Linked DNA regions of Zea mays: all the other regions are linked to region 1. Evidence: chromatin contacts called from public Hi-C data. All regions are on one chromosome and are shown on one strand. Each heading gives the region's core, a stretch centred on a gene start, on an enhancer-like site or on the middle of the called end of the contact. The rest is flanking DNA. Distances are from core to core; before and after follow the strand shown.

Region 1 (3,802 bases), core at 748-3,247:
TCCTCTGGAAGTTTACCGATGGGCATTCGAGATGCAGAAGATTTACTTTCATCCGACTCAGGTGCTTCAGGTGCTTTTGTCAATTTAGCTCGAAGCTTCTCTAAAGAAACACCTCTGTTTACTTCCTCTATTAACTCAGCTCGTGCAGCTTCATACTCCTCCTGGAGAAAAATGCAACCGCTACCTACTTTTAGTTTACTAATAACTTAGTGCATCAACTTCCATTAAGATGGACGATGGAATGTTTAGTACTAAAAGCTTGCCTTTTCTTGCTCTGGTGTGTATGACTGCTTTCCCCTTCTTTCCCACCGAAGGTAAGCTTGGATCTGCACAAGATCCTCTGGCACCAAGGTAGAAGTAGCAGAAGAGGAGGCACCAGATGCACCAGTACCCTGATGGCGGCTCGACTGGAACTGAACCTGAAAATTCTGGCCATTGTTTTTAAACCTGTCCAAAGTAGAGTTCAGATGGTTGATATCTTGTTCATTCAAATAAACAAACAGTGCTGCAAAGTAATCCAAACAGCAGCATTACCATTTGTTCTGTGTCTCGTCAAAGATGAGGAACTCAATGGCGTGCACCCCAGGATCATCTATCTCAATCCTTAGAGTGGAGTTATCACCTGACTGCACAGTTATGGACATTAGTAACTACTGTTCCGTGGTGGCACAAAGATCCTTGATGCAAGACGACTGACCTTTACAAAAGGTGTCCTGAGAGCCCTGTTCTTGTACACTGTCGTTCCATCAGGTTTTCTGGACGGGAGGATCCAATCTCTGCAGCCAAGTAGCTCAAGTACATCAAATTCAATCTAAAAGGAAGTGCAGCAAATGGCATAAGAGCATGTGTGACTGAGTGCAAAAGCGGGAAGAGAAGCTTCGACGGCAGCAAATGGCATACGAGCATGTTTGAGACATGTTTTATCATCAAAAGCGGCAAGAGAAGCAGTGCCTCACACCTCTTGTCCGGGCGAAGGGCTCCCCAATGCAAAATCAGGGAACCGCTTGTGTTGGTCACCTCCAGGCTAATCTCTGACACCAAACCCTGCGGCGCTGGGTTCACTGCGACCTGTTCCCACACAATGCACCAATAGTGTTATAGAGATAAAATCGTAGCAGATGGGTGAATGAACCTGGTATCCAGCGGTCGCACCTGGAGCTCGGAGTTGGAATCCAGCGTGAACTTTCCGATAAGCTGCGACAAGAGCAACGGAAAGACATGAAAATGAAGCAGGCAAATTGCCAAACAGTGGGAGAACATCAGCTGATGATGGCCCAGCGGCGAAAGATAGAGCAGGCATGAGGTGCTTACGTCGGGGGACGCGCGGTCCGCGGACGTGGCGACGGCGCGCGGCACGACGGGGCCGCGGCTAGAGGCGGAGAGCGTCGTGGGGCGGCGCTGGCCCCCGCTGCGTCGGAGGGACGCTGGCTGCGGCTGCTGCTGCCGCTTCGCTGGCGAGGAGGCCGCGGGCCGTGCGCGGAACGCGAGCGCGCACCGCTCAGCCGCCGCTGCGTTGGCCGCGGCACTGAATCCGGACATGGCACGCGAATCTCAACCGCTCGGACACCTTTTGATACCGACGTTGCAGCGAATCTCAGCCGCTGTTGGTCGGCTTGCTCACTCGCTTCCTACACATACCAGAAGAAACCAGAAGGAAAAAAAAAAGACGAAGCAGATATTATCGCGAGGAAGCGAACGAGTGGAATGCAGGCAAGAACAAGAACCGCCAGGATCAAGCCAGCGCACGCACGGACGGAGACAGTCACGGAGTATCAAGAAGCCACGGACACGATCAGCAAGATGAAGCCGCGGCGCACTCACGGTGGCTCCGAAAGAGCGAAGAGGGGTGGCGGTGAAAAGAAGAGGATGGGAAGGAGGCGCGAGCGGCGAAGCGCGGGCTGCGGAGGAGGAGGATGGAGTGGGAGGAGGAATGGGCGCGGGCGGGGCGGGCGGTCAGCGCAGCGTCTCGTTGCTCGCTCGCCTCTCTCCTCTGTCCCGTTCCCGAAGAATGCGCACAGTCCGGCGTCGGCGTGGGTGGACGCTACGAGACGCGACCTGTAATTATCTTCTCGCTTGGAGGTAGCAAGAGACCGAATTACAATGCCAATTTCGCATCCTCTCCCTTCCTGCTTCTATCATTTTCAGCGCACTGAAAAAAAAAAGTAGCACCATGCCACCATCAGTGGAAAGACGTAGCAACATGAACATGTGAGATTTTACTAGCAAGCCTAATTTTTTTTCTATTGGTGTGGATATGAAAAGCTGCAAAGTAGTGGTTTTACATCCTGGGTGTATATAATATTTTTTCTAATATGTAGTATTAGTTTTTACAGCTTTATCTCTCTCTTCTCTTTCTTTTTATCTCTCTTTTACCTCAACAATTAGTTATTTTACAGCATATTATTGTACTTGCTTTGCTCTGAGAAGCGATAACTGACAGCGTTACATTCAGTTTTTGAGCCAATCATATATTTCCTGGTGTCCTTAATTTTATCCGTCATTTATATGGCACTTGAATTTGCATCAGATTTCAGGTGCTGCAACTAGTTTCGGACAAGCATGTGGCAACAAAATCAAACAAATCTTCAACATACACATACGCAAAATCGTTAGAACTTATTATATCAATCAAAAGTACTGCTAGAAACGAATTTAAGCTGAGGCTTGATTTTGGCAAGAACGACAAAAATATGTACGTTACGTAGCATATACTTACAGCTCATTGCCTAGTTAGCCCACAATCAACTGCAGCCTAGGATATCGATCCCCGGTTTGACCCCTCAACACTGGCCGATATGGCCGCGTTGATGGCACAAGATCTAAAACGAATCACAGTATTGATGATTGATGAAATTTAGAGCAAGCCACTATTGTGTTTTATACAATTTAGAAGAAATTTATTTGCCTATGCCACTGCATGCTACCTTTGGTAGTTTTGTGAAGAAATTACTTGGATAGTCTGTGACGTTTTTTTGAAAAGAAAAAGGATGTAGAGGAAACCTGCGGCACAGCTTTATTTATTGCATAAAATATAACAAGATGAAACAAAGGAACCGAACGAGCTGGATAGAAAAAAGAGAAAGAGAAAGAAGAGGATACTAAAAAATTAAGAAAGAGAAAGAAGAGGATACTCAAAAATTAAGGGTAGGGCTAAATCCAAACATCTGAAGCTCCAACGTGTCATTGAAACAAATCATCCATGTAGAAAACGAAGGGACCATATTTTTAAAGATGAAATCATTTCTTTGCTTCCAGATGGTCCAAGTCACAAAAGCCACAATTTTTATGAAGAGGCGTCGGGCAAAAGCGCTCTTCGCATTTTCGAACATTAGAAAGAAATCTAGCTCAAGATTCCACTGAATACCGACATACTGCCAGCATTCCAAGCTGAAAGGACACTCAAACAACAGATGGAACGAATGTAGCCTCCTTGCAGTTAGAGTCACAAAGAACACAATGCAGATCACTAGAAAACCTTTCCTTCTGAGCAAATTCTTCGAGTTGATTTTATCTCTTAAGACAAGCCAAACAAAGATTTATTTTTTTACCATTGTGCTCTTGTAATGTAGATGAAGAATAGGTATTGCTCCAACGCCATTATGTTACAATCTGTACTTTGTTTATTACTATAGATTTATTATGGGCATAAATATATTTTAACTATTTTGTGGACTTATGGGTCCAATATATTCTATACTCATAATTCGTAAGAAAAATATATGGAATAACCTAACATATCTCATAGCTTTGCCACTGCATTTAAGTCACTAAACCTACATGAATGCATTTAGTCCCTCAAATG
Region 2 (3,802 bases), core at 613-3,112, 340 kb before region 1:
GTTTTGCTCTAGGGATTTAATTGTGGCCTAGTTTAGTAAAAGTTTTAGAAGTCCTAATTCACCCCCCTCTTAGGCGTCACCCGTTTCCTACATGGCGCTCTACATGTTGGTCTCTAAGACGACGACAATCACGTTGGTGTCGTTCGTCACGTTCGTGGGGCTCTGTTGTTGACGGGCAGAAACACAACATCGGAGTCGGACACGACACTACAGCAAGAGAGAAGAGCAGGGGAAGAATGGGGTAAAAAGAGCAATACTAATATGTATTACACGCTCGGGTGTAGATTATGATGATGGGCAAATTTTTAGATCTAGTAATAATAGTCACCGGATATCATAAATTATAATTGCAACACTCAATTTTTATATGATACTAGGCATCTGCCCGTGCGTTGCCACGAGGCGGGGAACGTGGGGAGCGGCGCCTAGGCTACAAATATTTTTATTGTTTATTTATAAACACTAAAGTATACATGGTGTGATGATTAGTTCCAAATTTCTAGAGCAAAAAAAGGGTGTGAATTTGAATGCTCGTTTTACACTTTTTTTGTGGAGATAATTGCCATTATGGACGAAGAGAGCAGGGGATTCGACGAAATGGAGGCGTTGGCGTTGGCTTCTCTGTTTTGGAGACGCAGGCGACAGCCAAACTCCAAAACGGAAACGAGACAACACTTGGGGCTGCGTAAACAGGTATTAGTTTCCTGTCCCCGTTTACCGTTCGTGTGCGCATACGCCGTCTGGCGTACTCCTCTCCACACCGTTGCATCTCCTCCATCGCCGAATTGGACTGCTCTCGGGGTCGACATCGCTTGCGTCTCTTCTTCCTCTTGCGGCTGCTTGCGGTCTCCTCTTCGCGGCGGTGAGTTCTCCTGCTCCGCCATTACCAGACCCATGCATTTCTCTGTCTTGTATGGTTATCGTCTCTTCTCTGACCGAACCCGGTTGTGAACTTAGGTTTTCTCTGATTTCGGATCCATGGATTTCAAGCCCATTGGCATTTCGCCAGACTCCAACGCTCTTCTCAACTCCCCCGATCTAGAACCTGTGGCATCACCGTTTACAAATCATGGTACACCAAGTTTATCTGCGCCACTACCGCCATTAGGGGAAATAGGTGGCAGGATATAGGAAGTTCAGAGGATTGATGGTATACCAAGTTCATCTTTAATTGTGAAAATAGTGTTGGATGCTCCTGCATTGTCTTTAATTTTTAAAATAGTCTCGCTTATGCTTGGAGGCTCCTGCATTGTCTGTAATATAGGAAGTTTAGAGGATTGATGATGAATCACAACTGGACTGGGATTCGATTATAGTTTCTGATGTATTGGATGAAGAAGACAGAGTACAAGTACCATGCGAAAATGAGATATATTGTAATCTTGGACTCAATAAAGAGGATGAGGCTGCGAATAATAGATTGCGTGATAGATTTTGTAGCAGTGGTACAAATTGTCATGCGCAAGGAAGTTTAGATACTGACAACGAAGACCACCATGCTGATCAGCCTTGTCAAGACAGAGAAATGCATGGGTCTGGTAATGACGGAGCAGGAGAACTCACCGCCGCGAAGAGGAGACCGCAAGCAGCCGCAAGAGGAAGAAGAGACGCAAGCGATGTCGACCCCGAGAGCAGTCCAATTCGGCGACGGAAGAGATGCGAATGGTCACAAGAGGAGTACGCCAGACAGCGTCTGCGCACGCGAACGGTAAATGGGGACAGGAAACTAATATCTGTTTACGTAGCTCCAAGTGCTGTCTCGTTTCCGTTTTGGAGTTTGGTTGTCGCCTGCGTCTCTAAACCAGAGAAGCCAACGCCAACGCCTCCATTTTATCGATTCCCTGCTCTCCTCGTCCATAATGACAATTATCTCTTTTTTGCGGGTGCTATTATGTTCTTATTCTTCTCCAAACCCGATGATCGCTGTCGTCTAATCTACCGCGCGCAAGCCTCCCCTCGGGGCTAGATCTCCGGTCTCCGCTTGCCCAATTTCCACCACTGAGGCGATGCAGGAAGCCAAGCACCTCACCACCTCAAAGCTTCCGCCGCAATCCCAATCCTCATCCCCATCCCCTTCGGCTCCCGCCGCGAACCCTCCCCCATACCATCACGACTATGGTACCTTTCACCGGCCGTTTCAGCCGACGCTGCCCGTCGTAGGCCCCGCCTACCATGACTACCATGCCTCTCCTATCGGTGGGTGCTCCTGTCCCGGCGCTATTACCCTCGATTCTCGCCCTTCTGGTTTCGAGATATGACTCGATGCTTCGGTCTGTTCGTTGGCGCTCAGGGTTCGGCAGCCAGGGGTTCGTTGCCTCCCCGGGCGCCGTCCAGCAGCAGGTCTTCGTGGAGGGCATCCCCGTCCGAGAGCCGCCCCTACCGTTCTGCGGCGTCGGCGTCGGCTGGTTTTTGTGAGTGCTCTATGTACCAAGGCGACACGGATCGAGCTAATACTGTGCGGCATGTTTGTTTGGGGCAATTGACGTTCGGTTGGGGGTAATTTAAACGAGGGAACGGGAGTTTCGAGTTAAGAGTTAAGTTTTTTTTTGTTGGTTTCGTGGAAGTCAGAGTTTGCTGTGGAGGAGAAATGCAGTTTAGAGGCCTATTCGCCTAGAGAGTCAAATGGTAATTAGGTGAGAATTGTGCTTTTAATGGATTTCATGACTTTTCTGTATAATTTACCATTCAAAACCTTCACAATAAACAAGGAATATGACCATGAAATCTGTCTTTAACTCCCTTTTATTTTCTTCCTACTGTTGCATCTAAACCACGTGATGCTCTTCCAACGCCTATTTTAGAACGGTGACATGATTCCACAATAGCCTGTTGTCTGGATTGTTTCCTTACGCTTCTTATAATAATGTTGGCAACTATTATCGGAGAAGGCTAAGCATTCTTCAGAGGAGTGCTCACCGGGCACTGAATAGGGCTTGGCGCAACTGGCGCAAATCGAGCTTGGCCAGAACCAGAGTAAAGAGGAGGAATATGTGCAGGCAAGATGGTGGCGGTGTGTGTGGTAGTTGTTCCTACACCACACCACGAAGCACCAGATGCGCGTCCTCCTGTGGTAGCGGCTGACTGAACATAATAGAAGTAGGGAAAGAACCCACCCAATCAGATCTGAAAAGAAAGTTGTGGCAACAACGGTTGCTTATTTCTGCTGGAGACTACTGGTTTTCATCACCAGCCACCGGCTGATGGATCTAGTTAAGATAAGAGAGGGATGTGCGTGAGGTGGTGTATGAAGGGAGGGGCGAAGGGGCTGAGGTGGTGATTGGTCGTGCGCTTGGCAATGTTTTGAAGTCGTCTGGTCGAACCTAGTCATATAGCTACTGACCAGTCGATTAGTCATGATTAGTCGTCGACCAGATCGACTAATCGACCCTAGTTGAGCTGGTCGTACATTTAGTCGTCCATATGTTTCTGGACATATATACTTATATAATATATAGTAATAGGATATAGTATATTCTTGAGGGCGAGGAGCGCTGCACAAGGTCAGGGAGTAGGGCGTTGCACAAGGTTAGGGAGTACAACAGCTCCTCCTTGGGCGGTGGCTCTACCTTGGGAGGGGGGTGGGGGCTCTGTCTTGGGGCGACAGCTGGAGCTGCAACTGTGTTTGCCGTTGGGGGATGCAGTCGTATGCGCCGGTGGCCTAGTCCTTGTGCGACGGTAGCTCCTAGTTCCTGTTCGCCGACATCTATGCGGGACTGGAGGGTGGCTGTGCACCCGTGCGGACTGGGACTGGAGTTGTTGTCTGTGCGGACTCAACCCTAGGAGCCCACAAAGAAAATTGCAG
Region 3 (3,802 bases), core at 425-2,924, 260 kb after region 1:
CGAACTCCGCTCCGCCCGACCCAGGGCTCGGACTCGGGCTAAGTCCCGGAAGACGGCGAACTCCGCTCCGCCCGACCCAGGGCTCGGACTCGGGCTATGCCCCGGAAGACGGCGAACTCCGTTCCGCCTGACCCAGGGCTCGGACTTGGGCTCAGCCCCAGAAGACGACGAACTCCGCCTCGCCCGACCTAGGGGCTCGGACTCGACCTCGGCCACGGAAGACGGACTCGACCTCGACCTCGGAGGAGCCTCCACATCGCCCCAACCTAGGGCGCAGACCGGCCACGTCAACAGGAGGCGCCATCATTACCCTACTCCGAGCTGACTCAGGCTACGGGGAACAAGACCGGCGTCCCATCTGGCTCGCTCCGCCAGATAGGCGATGATGGCGCCCCGCACGCTCCCTGACGATGGCGGCTCTCGGCCCCCTTACGGAAGCAAGAGGACGTCAGCAAGGACTCAACGGCCCCGACAGCTGTCCCTCCGCTAGGCTCCAGCGCTCCTCCGACGGCCACGACATCACACAAACCGGGCGCCAAAATCTCTCCGGCCGCCACGATGGCGTGTACTTAGGGCGCTAGCTCTCCTCCGCTAGACACGTAGCACTCTGCTACACCCCCATTGTACACCTGGATCCTCTCCTTACACCTATAAAAGGAAGGACTAGGGCCCTCTTAGAGGGGGTTGGCCGCGCGGGGACGAGGACGAGACAGGCGCTCGCGTGAGGCCGCTCGCTCCCTCCCCCGTGTGGACGCTTGTAACCCCCTACTGCAAGCGCACCCGACCTGGGCGCGGGACGAACACGAAGGCCGCGGGATTTCCACCTCTCTCTCGCCCATCTCCGGCCGCCTCACTTTCCCCCCTTCGCGTTCCGCCTCGCGTCGACCCATCTGGGCTGGGGCACGCGACGACATTTCACTCGTCGGCTTAGGGACCCCCCGGTCTCGAAACGCCGACAATGATGATAATGATGTTCCTCGATGACTAAAGTTTAGTCTCTACTCGGTTTGATTGTAGGGGCTAAAAATATTCAGAATACATTAAATGAATCATTAGAAGACCAAAATACTCCATATTATTTTTCTGCCATTAGTGCAATTGAAATAAACGAGGAGACAAAAGTAGAATTAATATAGTTTAGTTTCTTTTAGTCACATCTTAAGGGATTAGAGAATAAAATAGTTTAGTCCCACTGTTTGAAAAATGAGACTAAAAGGAATGGACTAATCTTTAGGGGATGTTTAATTTCTAGGGACTAATTTTTAGTCACTTTATTTTATTTCATTTTAGTTCTTAATTTGCCAATACGAAAACTAAAACTCTATTTTAGTTTCCGTATTTAACAATTTAGAGATTAAAATAAAATAAAATATAGGACTAAAAATTAGTCCGTATAAACCATATAGATAAATACCCCTTAGGGCTTGTTCATTTTGATGATAATCCACATGTATTGGATGGGATTGGACCAGTTTAAATCCATAATAAATCAAAATTCATCTCAATCTCACCCAATACACTCCAATACACATGTAATATCAATAACCGAACAAGCCCTTAGTATCTCAAACAAAACAAGGACTAAAATAGGTTTTAATGGGTATCGGGTCTCAATGTCTCACTAACACCTCTAGACACGACCGAGTCCCGTGCCCACGCCGCCACGCGAGATCGGCAGATCCATGGCGCCTCATCTCCCTCTCCATCCCCATCCGCTGGTTACTCGATCTAAACCCTAATCAATATAGTTCGCACCAGATCGATCGCGTCTCAGGTCAAAATCTGAAACGATTTGAACGATCAGAACGAACAACGATTTAGCTTCAGCTCCTGAATCCAGCAGCAATGGATCGCTCCCGCTCCAAGCGCGGCTACCACTACGACCAGGACTCCCCAACGTCCCGCTCCAAGCAGCGCTTCGACCGCCGCAGCGGCGGCCAGAATGCTAACTCGAGCTACCACCGCCGCGGCCCCCCTGGCGGCGGCGGCTCCGACCGCCGCGGGTTCCTGCCTCCCGACGCCGCGCCGCCCCCGCCCCCGCCTCCTCCTCCTCCCTCGTCGGCCACGGCGGACGGCGGCGCTGGTTCCACCGCCACAACCTCCTTTCGGATCCTGTGCCCCGAGTGCAAGGCCTATAGTTTCTCTCCCGGTTTCGTTGCCAAGGTCCGGGACGACAGCGGTGCGCTTGTCACTGTGCATCCGCCCTTCGCTGGCGACTACGTCCGGGTCATCGAGACGGTCGACGGCGCGAGGCGTGAAGCGGACGGCTGCCCGCCCATGTTCTCCCCGGCCCAAGAGGCGCTTCTCATGGTGCACCGCCGGATCCTCGAGACTGACGCTGACGACGGCGACGAGGACGGCGAGTATGGGCCCAGGGGCAAGGATGCCAGGGACAGGGGGAAGACCACTACACGACTCATCGTTCCTAAGCAGCACGTAGGATGCCTGCTCGGCAAAGGCGGCAAGATCATAGAGCAAATGAGGATGGAAACCAAGACGCACATCAGGATCCTGTCGCGTGGCCAGCACACGCCGCGCTGCGTCTCCTCGTCCGAGGAGGTTGTACAGGTAAGACAATTGATTGCTACACCCTGCAATGTGGTAGTTTATTTCGTCAGTCAAACAAGAGGATTTGTAAGAAACAAAGAACACGCATGAATGAATATGCAAACATGCACGTCATACTGCCATGTTTAATTAAGCAAGAATATCAAAGCTAGTTCCCCTACTCTTTAAGCTCCATCAATGCTTGAATGAAAACCAGAAAAAACACTTAAACCAATCTCAAGAAACAATAAAAAATAGCAACGAAATGAACACCCATAGTCCAAGCCTGCAAATTCAACTCTCCTTCCCCAGCAGCTTGATGCCTGAATGTGTTTCATGTGTCCTTTGGATGCAACACATGAAAAGTGCAGAAATTTCAAGAGAGGGACAGACACAAAGGAAAGTTTTCTACTTTTCCTACAAAATTCATATGTTTTGATACATTCCATAGCAACCTAAAGGAATTTGATAGGGTTTAATCCTTTCTTCCAAATGGGCGGATAGGAAATCTTTCTATAGGATAAAATGCTCCAAAATTGCTATCAACAGCAACAACAAAGCCTTTTAGTCCCAAGAAAATTATGGTAGACTAGAGTTAAAATCTAAAGCCACAAGTCACAATTTAGGCATGTGGATAGCTGTTTTCTATTCACTCCTATTCAAGGCTGAATCATTGGATATATTTCATTATTTCAAGTCTTCTTTTATTGTCGCTTCCCATGTCAACTTCGGCCTTCCCCTGCCTCTCTTCCTATTACTATCATGTCTTAAGATTCCACTACACACCGCTGCCTACGGAGTTTTCCGTTAGACATGTCCAAACTATATCAATTGGTATTGGAGAAGCTTTTCTTCAATTGGTGCTACCCCTAGCTTATCACGTATATCATGGTTTCAGTCTTCTGCACTTGATCCCTTTTTGTATGGCTACAAATCTAATGCAACGTACCTATTTCCACGACACTTATCTGCTGAACATGGCGTCTTTCTGTGGGCTAACATTCTGCACCATACAACATAGCAGGTCTAATTATTGTCCTATAAAACTTGTCTTTTAGTTTCTGTGGTATTGTCTTGTCACATAAAACGTTAGATGCTTGGCGCCACTTCCTCCACCCTGCTTTGGTTGTAGGCTAACATCTTTATTGATATCCCATCTGTCATGTGGGGCCGCCAATATACTAGGCATCGGTGAGCGCGCGATGTGCGCCACGCATCCGAGCGTGCTGGTCAGGCACAGTTTGCTGCCAAAAGT

What was found. Hi-C and Micro-C count contacts between places; a contact is called where the count stands out from the background.
Region 2: a Hi-C map of leaf shows a contact between it and region 1, with 6 times the contacts expected there. The contact joins the promoter of LOC103629907 here to the promoter of LOC100381411 in region 1. A contact is called at or near these places in 2 of 25 Hi-C or Micro-C datasets (ear and leaf).
Region 3: a Hi-C map of leaf shows a contact between it and region 1, with 2.4 times the contacts expected there. The contact joins the promoter of LOC100383161 here to the promoter of LOC100381411 in region 1. A contact is called at or near these places in 7 of 25 Hi-C or Micro-C datasets (bundle sheath, ear, endosperm and 3 more).

The regions. Positions count from the first base shown.
Region 1 is chr6:117,940,241-117,944,042 of Zm-B73-REFERENCE-NAM-5.0, reverse strand. LOC100381411 (Alpha-glucan water dikinase 1 chloroplastic) reads right to left here and starts at 1,997. Exons shown (of 33, transcript NM_001361424.1): 1 at 1,751-1,997; 2 at 1,312-1,628; 3 at 1,153-1,194; 4 at 959-1,068; 5 at 698-776; 6 at 535-626; 7 at 264-447; 8 at 1-161. The coding sequence starts at 1,539.
Region 2 is chr6:118,280,178-118,283,979 of Zm-B73-REFERENCE-NAM-5.0, reverse strand. LOC103629907 (60S ribosomal protein L18a-like) reads left to right here and starts at 1,862. Exons shown (of 5, transcript XR_004850267.1): 1 at 1,862-2,196; 2 at 2,291-2,411.
Region 3 is chr6:117,680,145-117,683,946 of Zm-B73-REFERENCE-NAM-5.0, reverse strand. LOC100383161 reads left to right here and starts at 1,674. Exons shown (of 8, transcript NM_001175826.1): 1 at 1,674-2,568. The coding sequence starts at 1,846.